2 separate regions of the Mus musculus genome follow, and region 2 is linked to region 1. Evidence: chromatin contacts called from public HiChIP or PLAC-seq data. All regions are on one chromosome and are shown on one strand. The core of a region is the stretch at or near the end of the contact, and the rest is flanking DNA. Distances in the headings are between cores, read along the strand shown.

What was found. HiChIP or PLAC-seq counts read pairs in DNA pulled down with a chosen protein or histone mark.
Region 2: an HNF4G HiChIP or PLAC-seq map of pancreatic cancer cells shows a contact between it and region 1. The contact joins two enhancer-like sites. A contact is called at or near these places in 1 of 15 datasets of contacts at CTCF or cohesin (CD8 T cells), 2 of 484 Hi-C or Micro-C datasets (the AML12 cell line and nephron progenitors), 1 of 115 datasets of contacts at active chromatin or transcription factors (pancreatic cancer cells) and 2 of 9 other capture datasets (adipose tissue and liver).

Annotation. Positions count from the first base shown.
Region 1 is chr16:24,312,450-24,315,003 of GRCm38.p6, reverse strand. No RefSeq gene overlaps it. Among named protein-coding and RNA genes, the nearest start is that of Gm38456, 17 kb to the right of the region's middle. Within about 2 kb of position 1,288, at least 54 of the 459 cell types and tissues checked have an H3K27ac peak or open chromatin away from gene starts, as enhancers often do. A contact at or near this core is called in pancreatic cancer cells, where this site is marked.
Region 2 is chr16:24,433,841-24,436,394 of GRCm38.p6, reverse strand. The region is part of intron 1 of Lpp (LIM domain containing preferred translocation partner in lipoma); the gene reads right to left. Among named protein-coding and RNA genes, the nearest start is that of Gm24440, 29 kb to the right of the region's middle. Within about 2 kb of position 1,269, at least 164 of the 459 cell types and tissues checked have an H3K27ac peak or open chromatin away from gene starts, as enhancers often do. A contact at or near this core is called in pancreatic cancer cells, where this site is marked.

The sequences.
Region 1 (2,554 bases), core at 39-2,538:
GCCAGGGAGGAGATAATCTATGGCATGGAAGTTGGTTCGGGGCCATGGTGTGTGGGATTTCGGGGCCCTAGGAGTCATAGATTCACGTGGTCTTCTATACCTCTCGTCTGGCAGGAAAGGCCAGCATTCAGACCCTAAGGCTCCAGGGTTGTTTGATTCTATTGCTATCTTTCAGTTCCTGTGAGAGACTTTCCTTCTTATCTCACCTGACCTACTCATTGACCTACTCAGTCCCGGGGTCCTAAGGCATAGAGGCTGTGTGATTATATTGAACACCAGTCCGGCTCCTCATTGTAAAGGTGGAACTACTGAGCTCTGATTAGTGTTAATTCAGTTAATTACTGAAGTAAGTAACCTTTCAAGTTCCTTATATTGTACCATATAACACTCCCCAGTACACCAGTACAGGGTTAGAGCATGGAGAACAGAAATATTATATGTGTGTGTGTGTGTGTGTGTGTGTGTGTGTGTGTGTGTGCTGGTGATAGCACAGTCAGATCCACTGCATTTAATACATCAGATCCACTGCATTTAATACATCTGCAATTAGAGATTTTGAGCAAAAAAAAAAAATTATGAAAAATACAAGCAAGCAGGAAAAAAAACCCAAGTTAATCGAGTTGTAGTGTTAGAAAAAGTACTTCCCCCGTTGGATATATTGAATTCACTCAAATCTGCTATTGCAGAGCAGAGATAAAAATTAATAGCTTTGTTTCCTGTGATCTCTTTATCAGACGAAGTGCAGGACTAAGGCTCTCAGTTACTTTAATGGAAAAACTGAAGTTGTATTATCAGATGATAAGGCTGTGTCAGGTGTTATTTTATTCTCTTATCTTCCTTGTTCAAGGTGAGGTGCTGGAGTCCTGATGGATGAGCTGGCCTGCCAGCTGGCCTGCTGTGACCATGGATCTCAGAGCCTTGATCTCACTCTGCCTTTCAAGATAACTGTGGCAGGTGAGAGAGGCCTCCAGGCCAGTTGATTCTGATCTCAAACTAAAGCCTTGATGGCTGGGGTCCTTGTCACAGGACGGTGGACTTGAGGAGATCTGCTAACTCAGTCCAGTAAGCAAGGAACATCGGAGATCACCTGCTAATGCTGGCTGAATAAACTCTCCGGGAGGGGGTCATGAAGTGATGTGGCCCAGGGTAGCTGCACTGCAGGTGCTTTCTGGCCCCCTCCCGGAGAGTTTATTCAGTGAGCGTTAGCAGGTGATCTCAGATGTGCCTTGTGTTATGTTTGATCATGATGAGTCATGCCAGTCCCTGCTACCCTTGGGAAGCTCCCAGCCCAGAGGGCAGCAGACTTGATCACGAGGTAAGGAGGCTTATTCATATCCTCCTCTGGGCTTCCAGAGCACTTTGTACCTATCTGTACTTCAGCTGTTGTTGTTGTATGTGAGCAGTTATTTGTCTGCAAGACTGTATTTTCCCTATTTGAATACAAGCTCAACAGAAAAGGGTGAAGGCATACATGTGGTCTCATGCCCACTGTTTTAGCACCATGGATGAAGTAAAACCAGTATGTGTGAACTATTAGTGTGTATGACAGCTGTTGTGTTTATTTGTTATTTAATTACTGGTGTGTATTTTTTTTTTTACAGCGTCACCTTCAATCAGTTTTACTAATAGCAGAGGTTTCAAAAAGAAGTAGCTAAAAAAAAAAAAAAAAAAAAGAAGTAGCTTTACTGAATGCTGGGCATGAGGTCATAATTTCACAGCTCAGCCCCCTATTCACTCACAAAAAGGCCCTGGTGTCTCATCGTTCACTGGTGCTAGTGGTGGATCAGGGCTGACCATGGGCCAAGAGAATGTTGGCCACCAGTGAGGCAGAATAGGTTCTGATTGTTCTAGCTCTCCACTGAGATCAGGATTAGGGGCCAGGTTGTCCCCTGTCTAAAAGCCTCAGTTACTTTATCTGGGGGGCATTTTTATGAACAGGGACTCATAAAGCTCTGTCTATCATGCTTCTAAAGGCTGTTAAGGGAGTCTTATGAAAATGGATGTAGAAGGCTTCCGGGGAAGATAGTAGACTAGGCAGTGCCTCCATGTAACCTAGCGAGGAAAAACCAAAACATGAAAAAAATACACTATATTTCAAAAGGAGAAAGAGGAAGTGCTCCGGAAGAGTTCCAGAGTAGTGATGTGATACCCCAAGAGTGCAGAGCCAAAGAATGACCTCATCAGCCAACGCTCCATCCCTATGGCTCCTGAGAAGGGCTAGCACACTATCTACGTTAGTGGTTCCATTGTCTGACCTATGGTTCTTGGTGAGGTCAATGAACATTAATTAATTAAGTATATTCCTATTTCTTGTACCATTTGATTGTGATGCTATTCTAACAGTTTGCTTTCCTCACACTGACTGGTGCTGGAGAGTGAGCCCTCAAGAGTAGGTTCCTCAATAAGAAAATCTCCAAATCCAACTAGTTGAGATGTCCAACAAATGCAAAGATCACATCACAGAAGTACAAGAGTTAGCAAATGGCAAGGTGGCACTAATCCTCTACCAGGTCACAAGTCTTTTTTTTTTTTTTCACTTTTAAAATAGACTATT
Region 2 (2,554 bases), core at 20-2,519, 120 kb before region 1:
CAACATGTCCAGCACTTACAGAGTTTTGCCACTGCAGCAAGAGTTGAAGTCCCCTCCCCTGAAACATGGGTGAGTTTGAGTCTGCTCCAACCGATGGAGAAGAGAAACACAGCCTCTGACTAACAACTACTGGCTAACAACAGCATGTTGGTCAGGATTCACCCTCCCTCCTTCCTTCCCTCTATTTGCCTCTCCCTCCCTTCTTCCCTCCCTCCCTCCCATATCCCTGTCCCTTTCCTCCTTCCTTCAACCTTCCTTTTAAGGCCATCAAACTAAGTGCATGCTGCGAAGAAAATCTATCCTGGAGAACATATCCAGCCATCCTGACCTGTGACTGTCAGCATTGCGTGTCTCTAGTGCCCAACCTTTAATTCCTCCAGCCAAGACCACAGGCCTTGTAAAACAAAAGCTCTGGCCATGTAGGCAGATTTCTTCCTCCTTCTTTGTCCTGCCTAAATTCTTGACCCAGAAAACTCATGAGCATATGTGATTGTTATATGCCCTAAGTTTGCAGCCCTGACTATTCTTTCAGCTTCACCCATCCCTGCTCAGACCATTTCTTCCTACACTGATGAAGTCCATAGACGATCTTGTATGGAAATGGCTCCACTGCGTGGTTGGAAACAAGGTACAGGTTCTATCTGTTACTACAACTAGGGGACACAGCAGAGTTAATGGGGGAATTGAAGATAAACAGACACAGACCAAGAGCCTTGCTCAACTCTACATCTGCCTAGTGAGTCCACTGAGGACTATGGCCTCTGCGGGCCTCTGTGCTCTCATCTGTAAGAGGGCTGGCTGAGCATGATTAGGAAGGCTAACTGCTGAAGGGCTTGTGAGGATGAACTGAGAGCTACCCAGAAACTGCAGCCATCTCTGCAGCTATTGACTACCCAGCACTTCCTCCTTGCTAGTGTGACCTCATCCCCAACACAGCTCCACTGCCTGCCTGCTCAGCATGGAGCTCAAGGCCTCAGACATGACACGCAGGTCAGAAACACTCAATCCTGGCTAAAAAATAAGCAAAAACTCCTACCTAGCGCATCAAGACTGCAAGCTCCAGTGGCTAGGAGTGTACACCCTGGAATCTCTGGCACAGATTCAATTCCCAGCTCTGTCAGGTCTCGCTGGTGGCCTGAGCTCTCTGTGAATGTCTCTTTATATGCAGAACAGGGACAGAAATGACACTTTCCTCACAGAACCAATACAAACGAAGTAGCCACCACTTAGTCATGTCACCAAGTATGTCGGTGCATGAGCAATCCGAGACTCATTCAACTGTAAACCCTGGTGCCTGGTGTACAAGGTAAAGAGTCAGGATCCCAGCCCATCTCTCCAGCATTGTACCGAAGCCAATGCACTTCCCATGCTCCCCCACAAGCACATTTAATGGGAAATGTATCTCACTTGAACAGGGGAAAGCAGTCCAGACACACCAGGGCTGTACCTCTGGGCATAGCAAGATGATAAGGCCAATGTCAGAAACCCTGCTTTTCAGCACAGTCAGCTCCTGTGGGTAAAATTAGCTCAGCTCTGTTCCAGTGCCAACCGGAGCCCCAAGGCAAAACTCACCCCAGGCAAAGCACGACCTCACCTGACCCTCACTCTCAGGAAGGGGTCCCTCATGCACCTCATTAGGGACTGCAATGACTCACTAGGCTCTTTCCTGTCTCTGGCTGCTGAGTTCACCTCGCTGCTATCCAAAAGCGCAACTCCACAGGAGAACTAAAGACAAATGCAAGCAGCCATTTCGGCTTTCTTCCCTCCGAGGCAGCTCACAGCAAGGACTGAGAAGGCTGCTTGCAATGCCAGCTGTGTGCTGAGAAAGCTTCCTGAGTTGTATAACCCAGCTCACAGGCAAAGAGCGGGCACTTGCCCAAATAGACCCCTGAGGTGACTATCCTTAGCTTTCTACAAAAAGGACAGTGTTGACAGAAAGACAGGCCTCTGCAGTACCTCTGTACCCTACAGCACACAGCACAGTAGACTAGAAGACCGCTAGAATCTCCTCTGCACCCTGTCACCCCAGCCGAGCAAGGACCACCTCTTCTAGGACCCTCCCCATTCACACTGCTACCTGAGTAAATTCCACCCCACCACACCCGCACCCCTTACTCTAGAGCACTTAGTCAGGCACAAATGACTAAAGATACAGAAATGAGAAGAATGTCCCTTCCCCTCCAGGAAAAGCAGTGAAGTTCAACAGAGGCCCAAAAAGGAGGAAGCAGAGATAAGTAAGGTCAAAGGTCACAGGGGACCGTAGTCCCAAAGGGAATGAGCAGGCGACGGGGGCAATGTTTCAGAGGAGAAAATGCAAGTGTCAAGCCATAGAAGGTGACAGAGAATCCAGGTACATGCCTGAAGACACGGCTACCACCTGCTGACTCTCCCCTTTAATAGATGCAAAACATTTGGAATTTTACTCTGGGTGAAGAAATTAGAGACTTTGAAAAATAGAGGTAGGCCAGAACATGTTCCTGAGTCTATAATTCCACTCGTGAGGAACAGAGAACACAATCAAAAAGGGCAGGACCAGGAAAGAAGGCCAGCTGAG